5 separate regions of the Sus scrofa genome follow, and regions 1, 2, 4 and 5 are each linked to region 3. The links are chromatin contacts, called in public HiChIP or PLAC-seq and promoter capture Hi-C maps. All regions are on one chromosome and are shown on one strand. Each heading gives the region's core, a stretch centred on a gene start, on an enhancer-like site or on the middle of the called end of the contact. The rest is flanking DNA. Distances are from core to core; before and after follow the strand shown. Region 1 holds the start of SENP7 (sentrin-specific protease 7). Region 2 holds the start of PCNP (PEST proteolytic signal-containing nuclear protein). Region 3 holds the start of TBC1D23 (TBC1 domain family member 23). Region 4 holds the start of CLDND1 (claudin domain containing 1). Region 5 holds the start of ZBTB11 (zinc finger and BTB domain-containing protein 11).

Region 1 (2,814 bases), core at 315-2,814, 1.2 Mb before region 3:
TACAAATTCTTGAGCTTAAAGGTTATTTATCATCAAATGTGTTATTCAAAACCAGTTCCAATTCAAAGAAAAAAAAATGGACTAAGTCCATACAACAGAAATGCTGTATTTTGTTCAATGACAAATTTAAATGACACATTTGAAAGCCGAATAATTTGATTAAGTTCTTATTTCATTTCTCATAGGTTCACTTCTTACCGCTAAACTTTAATACTACTTACTTTTAAGGAAGCTGTCAGATTGGATGGAAATGGATCAGGCCCACTTACAACCTCCCCATCTCTCAACTCTATTTCCATATTTTGTAATTAATTTGTTTTTTAAAATACTGGCTAAGTCAGTATGATTGGGTTAAATAAGTCAATTAAAAAAGTTGATTTGAGGAAACTAAAAATTCAGATTTTTTTCAGTAAGCAGTGTTTTTATTTGTTAAACAGAAACTTGAGCCTCTAAATGAAATCATTAGAGCGAATTTCCTTCCCGGCAAGCCTGGAAGTATTTCTGCTTTTCAGCCATTCCTGCCCAGTAAAACATTCCCCCCAGCCCAATAGGCATTAGCACCTGGAGTCTTACCTCCACCTCAGCACAGGCCACACAGTAATTCAGATGCATGGCTCAAGAAGAAGGAGCCAGGGCTCTAGTGGTGAGTTGCGCAGGTCCCTTTACCAGCCTAGAAATGGGGGAGGGGGAGCAGATATTAAAACTCTTGTAACATCCCAGTATCGTTTTACCTCTGACTGGAACGCTCTGCTTAATTTTGTTAAACTTATTGTGATGAAAGCTTAAACATAAAACGTTATTCAAATGTGTACATTATAGCTAATAAAACACGTCAATTTTTTAAACTGATGGGCTCTGTGAAAGGATTAAAAAAAAAGTCTACAAGTACTAGTCGTTGAGTTCACTGAAGGCAGGTTATTTCCTTACCAACTGTAAATGAAAGTTATTTGAACAAATTCATTTACAGCCATCCACTTTCAGGCATCTCAGCATTTTGTTTTAAAAAACTGAGGCCCAGCTCCGCCCCCTCCAGGACTTTAAAAATGATGAGCTTTAAATTTAAAGAGATATTTTCTGTAACTGCGATATTTTCTCCTCACTCCTTACTTAATTTCCACTCCAACTGCTAAATCAACAGCTACGCAACTTATTTTTGTGGTGTTAAAATCTTTTTGTTTGAGGAAGCGCCTTGAAGACAAATATATAGGCGAGGTCCTGAGGAAAGTAATACTGCAAAAAGGGTAATGCTTTATCCTGCTATTCCTGTGATCCCCTCGCGGGATCCAGCGAAGTGATGAAATTCTTAGTTTCCCCGCTTTAACTGCTAGTCAACCTAGTCTTCAAAGTCAACAACCCCTTACGATCTCGGGCTAAAACCTCGCAAAAAGCCTCAGTTTCCCACAGAGGGAGAGAGAGTGAAAAAAGCGCCACCAAGCAAACACTTGCGGGTAACCCGCAGAGAAAACAACTCCCAGGAAGTGATTTCCGGATGGAGGTGGGAGGGGAGGCTAATTTCCGGTCTGAGGGCAGGCGACGACTTTTGCGCAAGCGCAATTCGCACTTTCCTGGCTTTTTTTTTTTTTTTTTTTTTCCCTCCCCTCCGTCTCCCCTCTCCCTCCCTCCCCCAGCCTGAGGGGTCTTGAGGTGACAGCGACTGCAACTGCGACTCTAGCAGTAGGAGGAGAAGATGGACAAGGGGAAAGCCGGGCGACGGCGATCTTCATCCGGTGAGAAAGGGTCGGAGGCGCTAAGCATATTGTCTTCTACCTTGGGCAAATGGAAGGCACAGACGGCGACGGGCGCTGCGGCCGGGAGCTGCGAGAGCTTGGGCTCCGGCGGGGGCGGGGAGGGGAGAGGAGGGAGTGGAGGGCGCGCACAATGGAAGGCTCCCGGCTTTCCCGGGCCCCTGCGAGTTGCGGACCCAATCCGAGCTGTCACCAAAGCCTTGGCCGCTCTTCATACTGTCTCCCCTTTCATGTTTCCTTTCCTTTCGCGAGCACCTTGCCTGGGTCTCATCGGCCCACGTATCTTCCCGGTTGGCTTGTCGCTCTCCTGCCACGCCTTCTTAATTCCACCAATGTTTCTGTTTCATTTCGAGCTTCTCAGTGCGCGACCCTGCTTTCCTCTCTTTGATTCTCGACTTGGCCTCTTTCTCACCCCTCACCTCCCGGCAGGTAGAAGCGGTTGCAAAGAAGGAAAGGCGGGGCTTGCTAATTGACACTTCTTTCCTCCTAAATGCTGCCAAGGGTCTCGTCTTTTTGAGCAGGCCCGCTTAATAACCTTTACTTTGCCAGTCTCCCCCTTCTCCCGAAAGTGATTAAAAAGTCGAACAAAGGATTTGAAGCCTTGTTTCGTTGTGTTTTTATTCTCAGCATATTTTCGTTTCTGAAATTGCTTTACGGGTTAGATGACTGTCTTCAGTTTGGGGTACTTCATCTTAGAAACACAAAATTGGAGTTGCAAGACGTAAAGTAGAGCTCCTTCCAGTCAACAAGTTTTTGTTAAAGAACTCATCTATTAAGGTTACCGCAGTTTCTCTGCTAAGTCCCGTGGATCTACCAGAGGAGGAGGGAACAAGGGCTCTTTAATAAGCTTAGAGCCTAATACACCAACATTTGATAAATCATTTATTTCATTTCATTTTCTCATTTCTTACTGTGCTGTCTATTGTTGCATAGGCAGTCTTAACAATTCTAAATTTATTTAGGAGTGCCCTTGTGACAGTGCATTTCAAATGTTTTTTGGCCTTATCCACAAGGGAGAGGGAACAGAGATCTCTGGGACACAGGTTAAAGCAGTTAAAATCTGTAATTC
Region 2 (2,700 bases), core at 177-2,676, 1.2 Mb before region 3:
AATTTTTGACGAAAATCAAATTGCTAATGAGGTAGTACTAAGTGGTTTAAACTGTTGTTTCATAAACCATTCTACTAGTTTTAATTTAAAAAAGACAAGAGGGGAATGAGAAGGGGGAAGGGAGTTTGGGCTCAACTAACAGCACTGTACATAACTTTTGAAAAGGAAAGTCTGGGTCCAAAGTAATCGAACACTGATTACACTTTTCTCAATTTTTGATCCCAAGTCAATTCACATTAAACTTGTTGGAAGGTCCAAATAGTTGTCCTCATAGACTATTAATCTTATGTATGTTTTAGTATTAAAAACTTTCAGGGATAAGACTTTAAGGAGAGTTAGAATCGAGTGTAGTACTTAAAACGTTCTAAAGACATTATGATCAGCTTGCACGTGTTGTCACCAGCCTAGTTAGGACAAAGGGGCGGGAGGGCTGGAGAGATTACATGCTATTTATTTTCCTTAATGCACAAGACCCAAATTTAGAGGGGTGGAGGTGACAGAATAAAGATAGCTGTAACTTGAGTTTACCTCGTAACGAAATACAGGAAAAGTCACACTAGCCTATTTAGCCACCTTAATATCTGGCATGAAGTTAGCTGGCAACAGCCTAGCTCAGAAAAGGCAGACACTGTAAAGAAAGGCAACCAAACCCTAACCCTAGACCCCGCAGATTAAACCAGGAGGCAGGCAAATGTATTCCTCGCCCCCCGCCCCAATCGCCTCCATATATCCCGTTACAGGATCAGTATTAGGCTTGAAAATAAAGAAAGGAAAAAGGCCGGAGTCGTCCGCCTTCTTAGAGAAAAGGGAACAGCAAACTAACTCCTAGGTGTAACTGAGAGGCCCCGGCACCGTCGGAAACTCGGCCTGCGGCCACAGCTGGATAATTCGCACTGGGTGAGCCCGCCTGAGCGTTTTGTGTGATGTGCGTCTCCGGTGTGGCGGTAGCGGCTCCTGCACCGCGACTCCTAGTCCTACCCCGAGTTCGGTCCTCCTGTCTGGGGCCCATCTCCCTTCTCTTCGGAAGCAGGGCCTCCGCTGGGGCCGAGAAGTGACGAACAGTGACCGGCTGTACCCCGGCAAGAAGGTGATGTGGGCTCAGATCCCAGCGGGCCGCACCGGGCGTGCCCGGGGCTCGTCTGGGCCCAGCGCCTGGCCGGGTGAGCGCCAGATCCGCCCATTCTCGCCCCAACCTACTCCCCCCACCCAGGGAAGCTCAAAGAAAGGCCCAGAGCATCCCACGTAGCCCGCGACGCTGGGGTTGTGTTCACCTCCGGCGGCTCCAGCTCGCTGCGGCTTCTCAGGCTTCTCCTCTCCCGCCTTCCCGTCCGCCATTTTCCCCGCCGCGGCCTCCCCTGCAGCCACGCCAAAGACGTCACGGCCCTGCCCAGCAACCATTGAGCTTCGGAGCCAGCCGTGGAAGAGGCAGCCTAGAGCGGCCCTAGAGATAGGCAAGAGGCCCTTTCCGAAACGGAAGTGGATGTGACTTCACCGGCGAGTACCTCCGAGGGAAGGGTGGGGGAAGTTGGATGGTTCTGCGGATCGCTGGTTAGGAACTTTCGGACTTCAGTTAGATTTTCATGGTCCAGAAGCGGTTCCGAAGAAGTTAGAGGAGGTTGGAGCATAATTCTAGAAACGTTGGTGAAATTATGTACGATCTCTGCAGACCGGTGGTGTGGTGGCAGCCAAAGCCAGTAGGCTCTTTCATTCTGGTTTTGCTAGCTCTAGAGTACCTACTCAAAATAAACAAACAAACAAAAAACAAAAAACAAAAAAACCCCCCAAAACCCAAATTCTAGGGGAAATCAACGTTTATTGGGCGCCCCCTTGTGTCAAACACTACCTCGTTTTAATCGCAATAGTCCGATGAGGAATCATCCTCTTTTTAATTAGATGTGAGCGTTGAAGCCAAAGAAAAATTTGTCCAAGGTCACGTAGGCAAGTGGTAAAACTTTTTTTTTTTTTTAACATGCCGCAATTTCTGTGTCAAGACGAGTTACTTTATTATGTGAAGACCTCAGTAGTTTCTGCCTTGCTCAGAAACCTTTAGGGGATACCCAGGTTTGCAGAATCAAGTCCAAGCGTTATATTGGGCCGCAGCCTAACTTTTCAGCTTTTTTTCAGCCTTTTTCCTCTATATTTATACTGCCCTCTTGCTACACAGGGTCGATTCCTTGCCTAGGGAAGTGTAGTTTCTGGGTTTGCCCTATAATATGCTGTGATTGTTACAAAAATTGATCTTAAAGGAGCCAGAAGTTGAGTTTGAATCCTTTTACTGGCTGAGTAAATCTTGTTGGTTTCTTACTGCCTACAGACATATGGCTTCCTTCTGTATAAAATGCAAATAATAATATTATTTGCTCAAAGAGTGATTTTGCTACCTGCAACTTGCAGCAACCCAGGAACCTCAATCCACTGAGCAAGGCCAGGGATTGAACCCCCATCCTCATAGAGACAAGGTAGGGTCCTTCACCTGCTGAGGCACAACAGGAACTCCTTACCTCGGTATATGTTTTTTTAAAAAAAACTCCTTAGATGGCTCAAAAGTTCTTTGGGAGTTGCCGCTGCAAAGAGATCAGCAGTATCTCTGCAGCACCAGGACACAGGTTCAATCCCCCACCCACCGCAGTGGGTTAAACTATCCAGCATTATGGCAGCTGTGGCATAGGTCAAAACTATGGCTTGGATCTGATCCCTGGC
Region 3 (2,700 bases), core at 177-2,676:
ACTATCTAATACATGCTGTCAATACACTTAAATCCATTTTAAGTAAGTAAAAACTCGACAAGCTTCTAAAGGTTTTGCTTTTTTAAAATGACGTTAGCTTTAAAAGTGTTTTGGGAAGATTTCAAAAGTAGCAGACTTTTCCAGAGATTAACGACACTCTGTGACTAAAGTCTACCAAAAAATTGCTGGACGGAGTTCCCGTCGTGGCTCAGCGGTTAACAAATCCAACTAGGAACCATGAGGTTGAGGGTTCGATCCCTGGCCTTGCTCAGTGGGTTAAGGATCCGGCGTTGCCATGAGCTGTGGTGTAGGTCGCAGACGTGGCTTGGATCCCACGTTGCTGTGGCTCTGATGTAGGCCGGTGGCTACAGCTCCGATTCAACCCCTAGCCTGGGAACCTCCATATGCCGCGGGAGCGGCCCCAAAAAATGGCAAAAAGAAAAAAAAAAAAAGAAAAAAAAATTGCTGGAGGTCCTCATCACAACCCCCAGTATAAATCGGGTAAGCATGAAAAGGCCTGGGCGGAGCAAGAGCGATGTCCTACATCGCAACCCAAGCTCTGAAATCGAGCTGTAGGGAAAGTGGTAGGAAGGGAAAAAACTTGTGTGAAAGAGAAGATAGAAACTACTGGAACGTAAAATGAGAAATAAAAACTAGGACAAAAAATACCTCAATTATGTATGAGGGATCCTCCCTAGGTGTATTTCTCAACCTCTGAACCCTCGGGCAAAGGTCGGGTTAGCAATTTCAAGTGGTCTTTTCTTCAAGTATTCAGGTGCCTCAGATCTCCATACGCTAAACTTCTCTCCTAACCAGCCTAATGTAACTCTTCGGAGGCAGGAACTACGGCCAAACCAAGCCCTGAAGCCACATATCTCCAACATGTTTTGGAAAGCGGTGGATGAAAATGGAAGGCTGAAGTGAGGCCCAGCTCCTGGACGACACTCCCCTCCCTACGAGTCCGGCCTGAGACCCCTGGGCACGACAGGACTGCCAGAGGGGACCCGGCGGGCAGAGGGGGCGGGGCAGGGCGCCGGACTCGCAGGACTGGTCTTCCCGTTCCATACCGGCGCCTGCTGGTTCCTCGGGGACCGGCAAGGTGGTGACAAGGAAGAATAGAGGGGCAGTGCGAACCAGCCCAGGGCTTTCACTCACCAGCCGTCGCCGCTCGACGTTGGCGGTGGCGGGACCTCTTCTCCTTCCGCCATTGCTATTGACGTCCACGTCACTTTGCCGAAAAGTGGACCCGGCGCCGAGACCGACTGAAACCCAATGTCGCAAAAGGGCCTCGGAAGTCTGGGACTGAGCTTCTGGATGAGGGAAAGGAAGACTGGAGGAACTCAACGTCACGACGTCCCGAGGGCGAAAGGCAGCTTGGAGGAGGAGACTCGGTGAGGTGCTGCCCCGCCAAAGACTACGTGTCCCAGGATGCCGCAGGGCCTGGGCCGTGCGCAGTGGGCGGGGCTTGGTGAGGGCCTGCGCCCCAGTAGGAGGCCTTGTGAGCGTCGCTTCTTGGCGTCCAGTTAGCGTCTTCGTTCCGTCTTGGCGTCCTACTTGAAGTCAGATTTGAGAGGCCTAGAGAGTGGGGAGAGGAGGCGAGGTGAGAAGTCCACAGGGACGGTGGAGATAGGAGAGTCATATATGAACTATTTCCTAGAGTAACAGTTGTGTTTGAGGAGAGAGTGGGATGTGAGGAAAAGTCACAACCACCCCTCTTTGTGGGGTACGGTCACACGTACAAATGGTGACCACATACTTGATGTCTGAATAGAAGTCGTATTAAAAAAAAAAAAAAAAAAAAAGCGCTAAACAGTAAAGGAAATCTGCTCCAGCCGCCCACCTTTGTAAACATACCTTTCTAATATGGAAGATCAAGTCCAAATTTAGAATTCCGGAACTCTGTGGAGTTGCAGGCAGGGATCACTGCCACGTTTCTTCTCTTCCCGCGCCACTTCCCCCTTCACTCCAAATGAGAGGACACCACGGCCTCCACATCCAAGCTCAGTCCACACCATCACCACCAAAGCACCAGCTCTTTGTTTCCTCTTGACCACCCCTGGGCCTAACAGTAGACATGAGTTCAGGAGGTTGGACCTAGGGAGATGCTTTTGCAAATCCTGGACCCAATGCTCTTGAAATAGAGCCACATGTATCAATATAGATAATCTGGAAAATATGATGTTAAAAGAACAGAACAGACTGCAGAAGGGCAGATAAAGTACAGTGTCATATTGGGTGTTAAAAATAGGCAACATGGGAGTTCCTACTGTGGCTCAGTGGTAACCAACCCCACTGGTATCCATGAGGAAGTGAGTTCAATCCCTGGCCTTGCTCAGTGGATTAAGGATCTGGTGCTGCCATGAGCTGTGGTGTAGGTAGTAGACATGGCTCAGATCTGGTGTTGCTGTGGCTGTGGTGTAGGCCAGAGGCTACAGCTCTGATTGGCTCCTAGCCTGGGAATTTCCACATGCCTGGGGTGCAGCCCTTAAAAAAAAAAAAAGGGCAGCACAATGTATTTATTAATAGATGCATATATGCTTTTTAGAAATGCACCAGAATGATATATTAGAAAAATCGGAAGGGCAGTTCTCAAGGATAAACACAGCCAGACATTAGTTAAAGCAGCAAAACAGTTTGACAGTAGGGGAAAGGACTGAGCTCCATCCTGATTTGTTCAGAGATGATTAGGGGTTTTAAAGG
Region 4 (2,847 bases), core at 244-2,743, 1.7 Mb after region 3:
TCCCTGGTCTCAATTCTCTTGTCCATGAACTGAGGTGGTGTCTTCCTCTTCCTTTTCTAAACTTCTCTTTAACCTGGATGTATTGTAACTTCACTAGAGATATAGTTCTGAAGGTAGGGAATTTCTAGAGAAGGTCAATGTATATAGCCATTTCCTTGTGAATAAATGCATGGAGGGGCTCTAAATGCAAATTAACAATTTACTGTGCACTGCTACCATTTTCTCTGGTTGGTTCCTCTGACAATTCTCCTCTGGCAAGGTATTCTACATGAAAATCCAGTCATATTTGAATATTATATTCTATTACCTTATTTTACTTATGTGTTAGATATGAATAGCAGTTCAACTTAGGCAAAAGAAATATAGCTAAAGATAGAGAAACAGATAGCTATGTCTTCAGTCTGTCAGGGTGGTAGAAATTTAGTATCAGCCTGGGGCTCCCACCTTTCTCCTGTTCTGTAGCTAAATTTGAAGGCATTTGAGGGGTGAAGTAGGGTTTGACAGCACCTCTGGTCCTTGAGTTGGCCGTCTCTGTAGGTACCTGTTGAGAAACCTATCATTGCTGGTCTCATGCCACATTCATGGGTCTATACACATCACTACAGAGATGTCCCTGCTTTCTGTCTGTGAATTTATATGCAATACTTGAAGGCTCATTTTGTTTTCTCTGAGCCATAAAGTCATTTGCAGTCTCTCAGGTTGTGCATGATTCTTTCTGCTTAAGGCAATGTTCTCAAAAATTCAGTCTTTTTCATACTATATAAACAATTTTTTATTCACTTTTTTTGACATATCTGGGACTCTCAGCATTAACTTAATGTTTTTCTTTAACTAACTGTAATTAATTTTAAAAGGGTGCTTTACTACAATAGAAAATATCACTTGCCATAAAGAGAAAGCAGCCAACAAACAAAAATTGTATGAAACCCAAAGGATGCCATTACATGCTAGTTGGATACTGTCTGTCAGATTACATCCTTCTTAGTCTAAACTTAAGCAATAAAATCAGAAAGACTATCTGGTGCAATGAGAGCGAGGTTGTGAGAGAGTAAGTCAATGGGTTATCATCTCGAAAGTATAATCTCATTGCTGTTCACAAGTAGGGTAGTGGTGAGGAAAACACAAGATTGGAAAATCCGACTCATAAAGTCACAACTAATGAGTATCAGTGACCAGGCAGGTCGCCTTACTTGGTGGACGTTCGTTCCTTCCTCAGTAAAAAATAAGAATCCAACAGCCCAGACCTCCCTTTCGCGTACCGACTGCCCCTCCGGAGCCGAACTACACCTCCCACAACTCGCCGCGCGCGGCGCCGGGAATGCCGTCCGCTGCCTCTCGCTGCTTTTCCTCTGTCCCTCCTACAACTCCCACAAGCCCCCTCGGCTCTGTGGCCAGGCCCAGCCCGGGGTGGAGGCGGAGGCGGAGGCGCGGGAGTTATGGAGGGGGCGGGCTCTGCAGGGAAGTGCGTCAGAAGAGGCGTGGGGAGAGTAGGGTTCTGTGGTTTGAGCTTGAGGGTGAAGCTGGCGGAGCAGGAGGATGGGCGGTGAGTGAGCGGGGCCGGCGTCGCTCGGCAGGGGTCGCGTAGCTGTTGGACGTTTCCAGCCGTTTGAAAAGGGGCCCCCTACCCGGGCGCGGCCGGGGTGTGCGGGTTCTGAGCGGGGGGCTGTTGCGGGGCTTTTCCCTCGGCCGAGCGGTCTGGGGAAGGGCCTGCCCCGGTCACTGAGGCCCCTGGCTGGACCGCGCAGGGCTGCCCGGCCGTAGCTCTGGCTAGTCTCGACCCCCCGCCCGGCCACGAGGTGCGTCCCGCGAGGTGACAGCGCTAGGCGTCCGGCCTGGGCGAACTGCCGCTCCGGTGCCCGGGACCTTTTAAGGTCATTTGAGAGCACAAGGATGAAAAAGGATTAAAAAAGAATAAAAATACAAACCCAACCTCTGGAGTTAAAGTTAATTATTGTAATTGCTCTGGTCTCTCCTGAGTCACTTGCCATTTTCCAAACTCAGCAGCCCCAGTTTGCGAGCCTGTTTTCGTACTCCTTTTAAAGGTGTTTGGTGCGGTCATGGTATATACTTGCAGTATTTGACTCAGCTTGATCCGGCTTGAGTCATTTTACTGCGGCCATTTACTACTGCCGTTGAGCCCTGTCCACGCCTTTGGAGTGCTTGTATTTTGCCCGATTCTGGGTTTTCTTTCTGGCTGAGGAGGAATCATTTAGTTTGCAGATGAGGAGGTTCAAAAGTATAAAGAATGAGGACGGTCGATAGGAGTGAAGACTTAGGCAGCGTTAAGGAGCTTGGTTTAGCTTTAATGGATTAGGGGCAGATTGATATCTAGCATTATTATATATTATTATTCTCTTTTCTATTTCTTGCGCCTGAAACAACCTTCTCTCTGGTTTAACAAGCGTTTTCAACTGTCTTCTGAATAGCTCTCTACTCTTAACCTTGTTTTGGAAGGTTTCCCTAATCAGAGGAAACTGGGAGGAGCCGATTTCCTCTGCTTCCTTTTCTGTTGGCGGACTTGCGTACAGAGAGATGGGACCGAGGCTTATTGCCAGGAAGCAGTGTTTATTTGTGCCTGCACCGGCTCAGGATTCATATCCATCGGCTGAGCCGAGAGCGCAGGGGGGCGTAGCTTTATATACCCTTCATTAGTTGCCCCTTTACATTTTAGCCCCTTTGTCTTCCTTATGGGGTAACATACATTTGATTAGATGGTCTATGCTACAGAGTTACGCATGCGCACACAGATGCTGATGATTCCACGTTGCCTTCCCTTTGTTCTGGGGGGGCCCTAACCACATTTCCTCTGCCCTTTTCACACCCAGACTCAGAACAGTTAATGCTCTG
Region 5 (2,811 bases), core at 179-2,678, 1.3 Mb before region 3:
TTTCTCTGTTGTCTCGAAGAATCAAATTTTAGTGGGCTTCTCAGTGCTTTCACAGGTTGTATCTTAACAAACAGTGCAGGGGAATTTCTTTTAACTTGGCTTCTCTGCCACATACATGACTTGATTACCCAACAATTTTAATATACTTAGTTTCACAGGAAAACAGTGGTAGTGCTGACCCAGCACAATACCCTTGGAAGGGTGGATCTGGACCACCCACTCTGGGTGCCCCACCCCGTGGAGGCGGGGGAGGAATGCGTGTCTGCTTCTAATACCTCCTACCCCAACGGTAATTTGTGGAATGAGCAGCCTATGTAAACCCTAATCCTGGCAGCTGTATTTTCTGGGCCTGGCAGTTCAGGTACCAATAGCTAGAATATTAAACTGCCTTAAGTATCTCTGGCCGTTAGGAAATTCTGACACCCCCCCCTCTTTCCCCCGCCCCCGCTGCCCAAGCACGGTGCAGACTGCACTCCATTCTTTGAGCCTACTGCTTTCAACTGTGGTCTGTCTTCACTTGTATCCGTAAGGGTTAGACCCTCACCCAAGCGACTGCAGACTCCAGGATGGGATGTAAGAGGGTTGGCCCAGGGTTTTCAGGCTCCAGTTTAAGCACTAACAGCGCTCTACCCCAGTAGCTTTAAATGTCATAGGCCTGTGTCTCTAATCTGCGTTGCATATCCGACCTAGGGACGGGTTGACCAGGACCGCTCCAGGCTAAATATCTCAACTAGAATGCACATTGGAAAACGTAGGTCGAATTACCTTGGCCTTTTGTGCCTTCAATATATGTTGGGTGTAAAATGGAAAATTTTTCCTCCCAAGCTAATGTGAAAATATATGTAAATAAGCTGTAAGGAAATAGTGTTAGCTAGTCTAAGTGCCCTCACTGGTAGAAAATCATCACTGAATCAACCGATAATTCCAGGAAAACCATGCGTAGTTTTGAACCAGCTGATTCTTAGAAATTACAGTAACTCCTATAACGGAGAGACTTGGATTTTATAACACTGGAAGCTACATTTCCGTGTAAAAGGGCATTCTTTGGTCTTGTATCCCTTGACTAATACTTTACTAAGAGCCTCAAAATCTGGCGTATTTGCGTTGTCGAGGGTCTCCAAGCGTCGTCACGTAGGAAAAAAAGGCTCCTTTACATCCTAAGGTATCACCGAGGGTATAAACAACTGCCCACAAGCTCCTACACGTGCTCAGAGCATGGGAAAGAAGGGAAAAATCAAAAGGGAAATTGCCAGGACTTAAGATGTCTGCCCCAAACCACTTCTGTCTCCCCAGAAGGGCCTACCCGCTTCCAAAATGTCCGACCGCAGTCCTGACGTCACTCAGTCCGCTAGATCAATCCAGAAAGCCTCTGCACTCCAGCTCCAATCAGGGCTTAGTCCCCTCACCCACTGCCCTTGATTTGCGTCACTTCCGGTGGTGCAGCAGCCATTTTGTCAGTCGCCAGCGGATCCCGCGCGCTGGAGAAGTGCAGTTCCCCCTGGTTACCAACTCGTCGGTTCTCCCTCCGCGCTGCGGGCGCCGTCGAAGAGTATTCACCACAGACACAGTCGTAACTCCCTACAGTGCTGCCGCCGTTGTTGCATCCGCCTGGAGCCAGTGCACTGTTTTTCTCTCCTGCCATTGACAGGCGCCCTCAGGGAGCCGCCGTCAGCGATGTCAAGCGAGGAAAGCTACCAGGCCATCCTGCGCTACCTGACGAACGAGTGCGAGCCATACGCGCCGGGCACCGAGGGCAATGTTAAGCGTAAAATCCGTAAGGCAGCCGCCTGCTACGTGGTGCGCGATGGGACCTTGTACTACCAGCGACGGCAGAGGCACCGCAAGACCTTCGCCGAGCTGGAGGTAGTGCTGCAGCCCGAGCGGCGCCGGGGTCTCATCGAGGCGGCGCACCTGGGTCCAGGCGGCACTCACCACACCCAGCATCAGACCTGGCACGACTTGTCCAAGACGTATTGGTGGCGAGGTAGGACCTCGCCCGCGGCAAGGGGGAGGGCGGGCGGCTTGCTGCCTGGCTAGGCCCGCAGGTGGAGGCAGGCCTGTGTGCATCGCCAGTGTGAGGGCCCGCACTGCTCCTCTCCGGCACCACTCGCCGGTCCAGCCTGGCCTGCGCTTAGCGGCGGAGTGGCTGCCAGGCGGAGCCGAGAGGGTGGGGGACGTGAAAGGAGCCGCACTTCCCACAGGAAGGAGGCCGGGGAAGCTGGGGGGCGGGTCCTGGCTCGGGGTGGGGCGAATGGGGGCTTCCCCGGGGGCCGGCCCAGCCACGGGGAGGGGCTGGGACTCGCGGGCGGCTCCCGGCCCTCCTCTTTCGGTAGCTCGGGAGGCGGTGGCTCCTGCTCTTGGCGGAAGTTTCTCGGCGGCGGGAGGCGGGCGGCGGTTGCGGTGCTCTGTATTGTGCGTTTTGAGTTCCTGTTTGTGCCGATGGTTGGGGGAAGGGACGGTCCGCCAAGAGTCCGGAAGCTTTCTGCAGGGCGTTCCACTAGGGTCTTGGCCAGTGGTTTTGAGGTTCTGCGTGTCCACTTGCCGGGATTCCTCATAGCACGCTACTGCGGCGTAATTAAGGAATCATGCGATTTTGTGCAGAAGTGATTTGGAGTGACTACGTGGAAACAGGGTTTTTTGGCTTTTGCTGTTGTTTGAAAGTCATTTTGGGCCCTAGTTTTTAGAGCAAGGATTTAATAGCAGATATTTTGAATTCTGAATGTTATATTTTTACATAGTGTTATAAGATTTTTTTTTAGTATATATCCCGTTGATAATGTGAAGAGCGCTTTGAAAACCCTGAAACACAAC

The links. Promoter capture Hi-C pulls out the DNA fragments that hold promoters and counts their contacts. HiChIP or PLAC-seq counts read pairs in DNA pulled down with a chosen protein or histone mark.
Region 1: a contact with region 3 is called in an H3K27ac HiChIP or PLAC-seq map of alveolar macrophages. The contact joins the promoter of SENP7 here to the promoter of TBC1D23 in region 3. A contact is called at or near these places in 1 of 5 promoter capture datasets (fetal liver) and 2 of 2 datasets of contacts at active chromatin or transcription factors (alveolar macrophages and skeletal muscle).
Region 2: a contact with region 3 is called in a promoter capture Hi-C map of liver, with 4 times the contacts expected there. The contact joins the promoter of PCNP here to the promoter of TBC1D23 in region 3. A contact is called at or near these places in 1 of 5 promoter capture datasets (liver) and 1 of 2 datasets of contacts at active chromatin or transcription factors (alveolar macrophages).
Region 4: an H3K27ac HiChIP or PLAC-seq map of alveolar macrophages shows a contact between it and region 3. The contact joins the promoter of CLDND1 here to the promoter of TBC1D23 in region 3. A contact is called at or near these places in 1 of 5 promoter capture datasets (liver) and 2 of 2 datasets of contacts at active chromatin or transcription factors (alveolar macrophages and skeletal muscle).
Region 5: a contact with region 3 is called in an H3K27ac HiChIP or PLAC-seq map of alveolar macrophages. The contact joins the promoter of ZBTB11 here to the promoter of TBC1D23 in region 3. A contact is called at or near these places in 1 of 5 promoter capture datasets (liver) and 1 of 2 datasets of contacts at active chromatin or transcription factors (alveolar macrophages).

Annotation. Positions count from the first base shown.
Region 1 is chr13:157,520,214-157,523,027 of Sscrofa11.1, forward strand. It overlaps SENP7 (sentrin-specific protease 7), which reads left to right and starts at 1,565. Exons shown (of 22, transcript XM_013990164.2): 1 at 1,565-1,727. The coding sequence starts at 1,688. TRMT10C (mitochondrial ribonuclease P protein 1) reads right to left here and starts at 1,475. Exons shown (of 2, transcript XM_005657119.3): 1 at 574-1,475.
Region 2 is chr13:157,489,838-157,492,537 of Sscrofa11.1, forward strand. PCNP (PEST proteolytic signal-containing nuclear protein) reads right to left here and starts at 1,427. Exons shown (of 5, transcript XM_003132696.4): 1 at 1,272-1,427. The coding sequence starts at 1,398.
Region 3 is chr13:158,727,859-158,730,558 of Sscrofa11.1, forward strand. TBC1D23 (TBC1 domain family member 23) reads right to left here and starts at 1,427. Exons shown (of 19, transcript XM_021071307.1): 1 at 1,156-1,427. The coding sequence starts at 1,208.
Region 4 is chr13:160,396,031-160,398,877 of Sscrofa11.1, forward strand. It overlaps CLDND1 (claudin domain containing 1), which reads left to right and starts at 1,494. Exons shown (of 5, transcript NM_001243498.1): 1 at 1,494-1,543.
Region 5 is chr13:157,420,596-157,423,406 of Sscrofa11.1, forward strand. It overlaps ZBTB11 (zinc finger and BTB domain-containing protein 11), which reads left to right and starts at 1,429. Exons shown (of 11, transcript XM_003132695.5): 1 at 1,429-1,984. The coding sequence starts at 1,675.